Regions from separate parts of the Mus musculus genome. Here all the other regions are linked to region 1. Evidence: chromatin contacts called from public ChIA-PET and Hi-C data. All regions are on one chromosome and are shown on one strand. Each heading gives the region's core, a stretch centred on a gene start, on an enhancer-like site or on the middle of the called end of the contact. The rest is flanking DNA. Distances are from core to core; before and after follow the strand shown. Region 1 holds the start of Lypd6b (LY6/PLAUR domain containing 6B). Region 2 overlaps Kif5c (kinesin family member 5C). Region 3 overlaps Lypd6b (LY6/PLAUR domain containing 6B).

The links. A called contact is a pair of places that touch in the nucleus more often than the background predicts. ChIA-PET counts read pairs in DNA pulled down with a chosen protein or histone mark.
Region 2: a contact with region 1 is called in an RNA polymerase II ChIA-PET map of memory CD8 T cells, with 13 read pairs. The contact joins the enhancer-like site here to the promoter of Lypd6b in region 1. A contact is called at or near these places in 1 of 484 Hi-C or Micro-C datasets (Th1 cells), 2 of 115 datasets of contacts at active chromatin or transcription factors (memory CD8 T cells and pancreatic cancer cells) and 1 of 9 other capture datasets (pancreatic islet).
Region 3: a Hi-C map of cortical glia shows a contact between it and region 1, with 1.4 times the contacts expected there. The contact joins the enhancer-like site here to the promoter of Lypd6b in region 1. A contact is called at or near these places in 2 of 39 promoter capture datasets (epiblast stem cells and neutrophils), 8 of 484 Hi-C or Micro-C datasets (CD4 T cells, bone marrow-derived DN2 thymocytes, brain and 5 more), 1 of 115 datasets of contacts at active chromatin or transcription factors (memory CD8 T cells) and 1 of 9 other capture datasets (pancreatic islet).

Annotation. Positions count from the first base shown.
Region 1 is chr2:49,786,296-49,789,068 of GRCm38.p6, reverse strand. Lypd6b (LY6/PLAUR domain containing 6B) reads right to left here and starts at 1,386. Exons shown (of 7, transcript NM_001379382.1): 1 at 1,296-1,386.
Region 2 is chr2:49,732,354-49,735,053 of GRCm38.p6, reverse strand. Kif5c (kinesin family member 5C) reads right to left here. Exons shown (of 26, transcript NM_008449.3): 15 at 2,204-2,350. Among named protein-coding and RNA genes, the nearest start is that of Gm46738, 13 kb to the left of the region's middle. Within about 2 kb of position 1,288, at least 127 of the 459 cell types and tissues checked have an H3K27ac peak or open chromatin away from gene starts, as enhancers often do. A contact at or near this core is called in Th1 cells, memory CD8 T cells, pancreatic cancer cells and 1 more, where this site is marked.
Region 3 is chr2:49,845,002-49,847,701 of GRCm38.p6, reverse strand. All of the region lies in intron 1 of Lypd6b (LY6/PLAUR domain containing 6B), which reads right to left. Among named protein-coding and RNA genes, the nearest start is that of Lypd6b, 59 kb to the right of the region's middle. Within about 2 kb of position 1,406, at least 57 of the 459 cell types and tissues checked have an H3K27ac peak or open chromatin away from gene starts, as enhancers often do. A contact at or near this core is called in cortical glia and memory CD8 T cells, where this site is marked.

The DNA of each region.
Region 1 (2,773 bases), core at 137-2,636:
CTCTCTCTCTCTCTCTCTCTCTCTTTCCCTCCCACTCTTCGTCTTTACTCTATTCCCTTCAGTGGTAAGCCTGAAGATATGGTGCCTGCTCTAATGACCATTGCATACAAAAGAATATGTCAACCTAGTGGGGAAAGTGCCCCTGAGGAGAGAACTTGTCCTGAGAGCTCATAGGAGTGATAAGATCTAGCTACACTGGAAACTGCAACCCTCAGACTTTTCCTTTGGAGGACTCAGCCAATTCCTACGTTGCATAAGACAACTTTCAAGTCACCAAACCCTAAACCCTAAGAAAAGAATTCTAACAGTTCACAATGGCAGAAGCAGGCTAATTGCCCCCTGCTAGAAGGAGGATACTGCACTGACCAGTCTTGAGCTTAGCAGCTGGGAACAGCCCCGCCAAATCCACACCCCCCCCCCCTTGCTACTATAGTCAGCTTGTCAGAAGGCTGCCACGACCCTCCCAGACACACAGACACTACCACTCCCACACACACACACACACACACACACACACCTCACTCCCTCCCCGATGTCTTCTATTCCGATGCCCGGGACCTCTGGAGAGAATACTTTAACACCTAGGGACTACACCGGGAGGAAAAACCCTCAAGCATCGTGCTAGGTACCTCATGGGCATCAAATAATTTAAGGGCATCTGATGATTATAACACCTATATTATCTTTTAGGTAACAGGCTCAGAGAAGTTAAGGAGCTTGCTCAAGGTCACAGAGCTAGTAATTTAAACACCATAATGGACCACTCTTCCCACTCCATCACTCTGATGACCAGGCACCAGACACGGGGAGGAGAGCAGCACCTTTCACCCCACAACACCCTCGGGCACACAGACCAGCGCGGACTTACTACGTATGCCCCCCTAGAGTACCCAGCCGACCCCGCTTCACCGAAGCCTACGTAACTAAACTAACCAATGTGCTGGTTAGTGATTTAACAACAAAGTCAAAAGCCAGGAAGGGGAGACTGGCGGCCCCCGCGGGCTGAGCTCAAGCGCCGCAGAGGGAAGGGCGGGAGCTGGCTCGCACTTGGCGGTGCGGTGGGGCCCCAGCCTTAGCCGTGGCCTCCAGCCCCGGAGTCACCGGGAGACCACGCAGCTCCCCGAGGCGCCCGCTCGGTCCCCCATCCAGATGTGGGCAGCTGCGCTCCCCTGCGGTTCGGAGAGTCCCCATGCTCCGCGGGGCGTTTCGCAGTGCTCGCCGCAGCCGCGCGCCCCTCCCAGCCCCTGCTCTGCGGGATCTGCACGCGGCCGCCCCGCAGAGCTCGCCCGGCTCACCTGCGCGGACGCCGGCCGGCTCCCGGCGCCTCGCTCGGCTCCCGGCCTGGGCTCCAGACACCCGCTCCGGGCTGGCGATGGCTGTGGCCGCGCGGGGCGGGGCGCGGATCCTCCCCGCCCCGAGCCACCTGGGTCGTCCCGGAGAGGCGGGCCGACAGGTGAGCGCCGCACGCCGGGGAGCCGCCCGGGTGCCCGCTTGGGGACGCCGCCTGGGTCCTGCGCCCGGTGGCACCAAGCCCAGTGAACGCGAGTAGGTCGTTTAATGCACCCGTGCAAAGAGGAGCTGTTCCCACCTAGCCTGGCCGGCTGGGAAAAGAGCGCGGACCCCGCGCGGAGCAGCTAGAGGGACACCGCAGCCCTCACAGAGTGAGGTGGAGTCACTCTGGGGTGAAAACGATGAGGCAAAGAGTGCTACTGACTTGAGAAACAGAACTCGGCCTTTTAGACCGTTCCGTCGTACCCCTTCCTTGCTTCACCTACCCCTCAAGCGATGACTTTCCTTATTTTAGTAAGATAATTTCCCATTGCTATGTCCTCCGCAACTTTGGATTGTAAATCCAACCTAGTTCCACTGCAGATAAATCCCGAAAGCCTTGTACAAAGGCAGGGCAGCTCAGGGCTCTGTGAATAGCAAAAGAATGCCAAAGTATGGTCCCCAGGTCAAACTGGCTCTAGTGTTACTCTGTGTTGTCACTTGAAAGCAAGCTTCCTAGATTTCAAGTCACTCTCCCCACCCCCCACCCCCCACCCCACCCCAGACAGGGTTTCTCTGTGTAGCCCTGGCTGTCCTGGAACTCACTTTGTAGACCAGGCTGGCCTCGAACTCAGAAATCCATCAGACTCTACTTCCCAAGTGCTGGAATTAAAGGCGTGCGCCACCACCGCGGCTCAAGTCACTCTTTTTATCACTTTTCTTCCAAACACTTCCAAGGAGACAGCTGGATTGTAGACCCACACTCTCAGAACGCCCCGTGTAAATGGTCAGGCAGATCTCTAACTTAGAAAGAGGTCACTCAGAGAGAAATTCACAGAATAGGATGGCTTGTCTGTCAGGCTTGCACCAGTGGGAACCAACCCAGAGTTAGGACAACTGACCCAGGGTGCGGCAAAGTTGACTCTGAGGCCCAGGCCTGTCTCCAAAGAGAGCATGGTGGCCTGGAGGCTTGAGGTGCTTAGCGGGATGCAGATCTCCCATAGAGACTAGGCACAGGGTGACTACTCTAGAGACTTCTAATCATGGGCTTTGCAGGTCAAGGGACACCCAAGCCACAGACTCTAAAAGAGGAGAATTTAAAAAGTTTTCCACTTAACAGACAGATGATCTTAGCACATATGCAAGGGGTATTGTGGTGTAGCTAGTTCCCCACTGGTTCCATTTATGGACTCACAGAGAAAACCAACCCAAATCTGCTACAGAAAACAATGCTCATCTTCCAAGACCTACAGAGCCCGTCATTCCAATAACACCTTCAGGGCCC
Region 2 (2,700 bases), core at 39-2,538, 54 kb after region 1:
CAATTCTCTTCTCCACACTTTCCGTAGTGGTGAGGAGCCTGATGTCTACATGCAATGGCTGAACTATAAAAGACTTTCACCACACTCTTCAAACAGAACCTCTAATGCCAGAGAATGCACCAATCGCCCAGTGCCTCCTCATGTGAAAATTTCCATGCTTAGCCATCTGCTGCTACCAATCTTTTCCTTTGCCTTTTTGGAGCTGCCCTTCCAAGTAGACAGTAACCTACTCTGATAAGATATCTAAGAACAAGCCTAAGTTAACACTGACAAGAGATGGTTCTGACAGAATTCCTGAATGAGGTATATCTGGTTTCTAACTTTCAGAACTCCACTAGAAAACAAAAATGGAGACAAGGTATTGGGTTAGACCCATCTGCTAAGATGCATGGTATACAAGCTGAACCATGCAGAAAAGTAGCTTTGTGTGCACTATGTTTAACCACCAGAGGGCAGCCTTGCACCTTAGGAAGACTATGTCCCAGCAGAATCTAGCCCAGGAACGCCAGCAATTTCTGATGTTCGGTGTCCTCCCATCAGCCCCCTCTCTGCCCCTCCCACCTCCTCAAATGTTATCATTGCTGTCATTAAATCACATATTTTTCTGTGTAAACATTTGAGAACTGAGATAAAATGATATTGGGTATGAGCCCTAAATATTGGTAGCAAACATGAAGTATACAGTTTTGCGTTCCTGTATTGTGATTTATTAACCATATAAGAATTCAATACCACCTAACAATGACTGCAGCACAATACTAAGTGACCAGCAGGAAAAGCTACAATTATCAGCTGTGACTCCCCATCATGGAGGCCCTTGCTAAACGTGAGTTGGGTTGGTGACTGAGATTTGCCTCCCGATACTGCTCCCCGTTCTATCCCTCCCATAATGCAACAGCACAGATACACTGGCAGCCTTTGCCATTGGTCCAGCATGGAAGGAGGCTCTCTGAGACTACCGTGATCTGTAAGTGAGAGTCATCAATGAAATTAGCTAAGGGCATCTAGTGTCTGGAACCTAAAAATAATCCCAAAGCATGCAATTAGGTATTTAAAAATCCTCTCATCATACTTAGGATTTCCGGCAGGAAGGACCTTTAATGGCAAAGCACAGACACGCTTTGAGTTCACTAATGTGTTCCTCAGCTCAGTGTAAGATCTTAGCATAAAAATATCTTTTCTTATTGTTATCAGCAGGAGGTGCCAACGTCCCACAAATCCACTCCATGAGGTCCTGCGAGCCTTTAATCAGCCCCATGTCAGAACTACACTGCTCAACAGCAACATGTGGCTCTAAACATTAACCGTCAAGCACAGACCAGCCTAGCCGTGACTTAAAAGCTTAACCTGGCAGGGCCTGAAACCGCTGCCTTGCAGCTGCCCTAAGGCTACATAAGATTGGGAATTTCTGGTATATAGTCCCCTCTCCTGGATAAAAGTGGTTAGTGATACAGCACACTGGATGTAAATGAATAAAGACTTGACAGTTGGTGCTACAGCAGTGATCTTGCTACGAGGCAAAAGCGTAAAGATATGAAAATGAAAGTAGCTAAGGATGGGCAGAGAGGAAACACAACAGTCGGGTCCTGTGGATTGTGGAGCCACTGCAATGAAACCAAATTGGGTTCTCTAACTTTAATAAGCCACGAGTCATCTTGTTAAAACACAGAGTCCGCTTCAGTATGTCTGAGGTCAGCCTGGGGTCTAAATTGCTAATTAGCCCCAGGTGATGCAGATGACCCTGAGTAACAAGGCCTAGCCTCCTCCTGTTACACATAATTAAGTGTGGTTTACTCTTTCAGCCCCTGCTAGCTGCCTATGACTTTCAGCTGGAAGCTTTCTCAATTCGTACTGCTTGGCTGGAGAATTCTCACTGCATTGGGCTGGGGGGGTGGGGAAGGGTGGGGACTGAGACCTGGCCTGCAGCTTCTCCCAGCTGAGCCCCAGTGTGAGAGCATTGCAGGTAAGGCTAAAGAAAAAAAAAAACAAGCCACACAAAACCAACCAAGACTGGAAGATGCCCCCCAGATCTGAAAGGCAAACTGTTCCTCTCCATCCCCTCCCCCAGCCCCTGCTTCATGCGCCAGCTCTCCTTTTTCAGCATGCGCCAGGTGCAGAGTACAGCCCTGAGCCTCAGGTGCTGCAGAGCTTGACTCGGATCACACCAGTCAGGGTAGGAACAGAGAACACAAGTCTGGCTTACAGTCTTCACATCGTTGGTGCCAATAATTCCGCCTATCTCCCCCAGGTCCTTGAGAAGCAGGTTCAGGATCTCTGTGGCCCTCTTTTTCTGGTGGTTACTAAGCTCTTGCAGCTGACTCAGCTCTCGCTGGGTGGTTGTCAGTGTCGTCTGGAAAACAAAGTCAGCCACAGGTTACCAAGGTGGCCCATGAATTTCCACCTGTGACCTCCAGAGCTCAACAGCCCATGCCAGACCCAGCTCTTTAATCACTCCTCTGATCTCAGTGGAAAAGCACTCTGAAGGCTGACTGCTGCGTAGCACTTGGTTCTGATACAGAAACTTAATTCAGAGATGTTACCTTGTAAAACCAGCTATGTATTATTACTAGATATGTATTATTATTATTATTATTGGTTATATCGACGCTAGCAAAGTGAGTTACTGTAAATGAATTCAGGGCCCAGAGCAGGGCTCACTGGGTCAAGGTAAGAACTGACTCCAGCAAACTGTCCTCTGAC
Region 3 (2,700 bases), core at 157-2,656, 59 kb before region 1:
TAAAAATCCAGAATGTAAAGTGCCCAGTTGAAGATTATGAGTCACAATGGAAAGTGGAGTAGCACAATCGTAACAACCCATAATTGATTGGATAAAGCCAATTAAAACCATCCAGAGCACAGATGTTAAAATTAGCTCCCAAGAATGTTGAACTATTATAACTCTACTTCATATGAAAGGTTACCAGGTTCAAGATTAATATGCAAAAGTCACTTGTATTTCTATATACAAATAACCAATCAATCATCAGAAATTAAAATTAAAAATATATATATCACTTATTGCGCCTTCCCCAAAGAAGCACTGAAGGAAAAGCCTGACCAAATATGAAAAGATTGGTCACTGTAAATGATATTACGTTGTTACATTGTTGCAATAGTACAGACAATAAATAGTGAGCTACATAGTGTTGTTCATGGGCTGGAAGGTACTTACATTGAAAGTGGTGATTCTCCATTAATCATCTACATAGTCTAATGTCAATCAAAGTCCTACCAGGCTTTCTTTAGAAGCTGACAGGCTCACTGTAAAATGTATATGAAAATGCAAAAGGATCCAGAGTAGCCAACTTGATTGCAAGACTCACTACCCAGCTGCAGTAATCAAGACAGCATAAGCACACAGATCGGTATAACAGGAGTCCAGAAGAGAAGCAGATGGAAAATTAGACAAATGACTATTTCTAACAAATGTGCGGCAGCCCATCAATGGAGAGAAGCATCAACTTTCACAAGAGGTGCTGGAGCAAATGTAAATTTGCAAAAGATGAACCAGATCTTACTCCCTGTGAGGAAAATCACTTGAGTGGCTCGCAGAGCCAAAAGTAAAAATGGAAATTGGGAAAGCTCTAGTAGAGTGTTGAAGAATATCTTTGTAACTTCGGGTTAAGGGATGATTTTTTTCATTTTCATCCACAAATGCAAGATCCCATTTTAACAAAACAAGAGTCGACACACTGAATTTTATCAAAATTTAAAATTGTTCTTCTTTGAGAGACACTATGAAAACATGAAAGTACAATATTCAGATGAGAAAAGAAAAGTTCGCCACCTCCCTACCCCATCCTATCTCATCACTCCCCCCTTCCTGCCCCACCCAGCCAGGAAAGGGGACAGAGAGGAACTGGAGACAAGAATTTCCAAGAAGATCTGAGAACATTTGAGTTGATAAATGTGTTCATTACCTTTATTGTCCTGATAATTCCACAGATGATGAGTGTCTAACCTTGGCAAAAGATGGTATAGAATTTATAGAACTACTCAAAAATGGAAGAGCCAACAATACAATAAAAATGTTCAGACACCTCACGAAAGAAAATTCACAAAGAGTCAAGAGGCCATAAAGAGTCTTCAGTACACGGCAGTATGGTCTGCTTGAGTAAGGATGTGGTAAAACTGGGACTTTCATGTACCGCTTGCAGGAAGCCAAGAATAACAGCACTGCCTTCCTTGGTAAACAGTGTGACAGCTTATTAAATTGGCTTATCCATTTAATCAACAGCCACAGTGGCTTTACAACTACTCCACTCATAGGTGTTTACTTGAGAAAAATTAAATGCTACACAGATAGATAGATAGATAGATAGATAGATAGATAGATAGATAGATAGATAGATGGATGATAGATAATCAGACACATATAAAGATTTGTACACAAATGCTCACAGTAGCTTTCTATGTAATAGCCCAAAGCTAAAACAACCCAAACGCCCATCAGCAGGTGAGCATATAAACAGATCATGACATTCGTGCCAATGGAATGTCTTCCAGCAGTAAAACATTCTGAGCTACTTAAACACCTGACAGGCATAAAGCTCACGAAAATTACCTAGAGTGAGCAAAGCCAGACACGAAGATAATATACTACATTCTTAATTTAAGATTAGAGAATATGCAAAGTAGCCTACACTGACATAATGCATCCCCACCCCTCACTCCACCGTACCCCCCAGGAAAGGGGCGGAGATGGACTGGAGGCAAGAACTTCCAAGAAGACCTGAAACCATCTGAGGTGATAAATGTGTTCATTACCTTGATTGTGTTGATAATTCCACAGACAATGGGTGTCTAAACTTGGCAAATTGTATGCTTTAAATATGCCAGTTTATTGTAGGTCAATTATACCTCAGAAAAGCTGTTAAAAATAATAAGACAAGGCTGCCTATTTGAGGTCACCCTTTGCCAACCTAAATTTTGGCCTCATTGCAAAAATGTCTTGAACAGCATTTAGGAACAGACTGGCATTGTTAGGCTTAATGTCCTGTGAAATAGTCTAAACTAATTGTTTCAAAGGCCTGTGGCAGCAGTTTTCAGAGATTATATCAGGCAACACTTTTTTCTTTGTATCTACATAAGCTACGTTGCCACTGGATACCAAACAATGCTTTCATTGCAGTCATCTCCGCAGCAGGGATGAGAACAATGCCCGAAGTTCCCTGTGTCTGGGCCAACCCTTTGCCCCACTGCAGCAGCTTCTGGCTTCCGCAGCAAACTGTTCAATGTGGAGTACTGGTCTGAATCATTGGCGAGTCGGTTGGTTCCCAAGCACTCGAGTGGGAGAGAGAAAGATAGAAACAAGGAAAGACTGAAGGACAGAGAGACCCAGAAAGGGAGCCTGAGTCGAGTACCAGTTCATGGATGTTCCCCATCCCCCCCACCACCACCACCACCCTTGCCCAAAACTTCTAGCTTCAACCAGCTA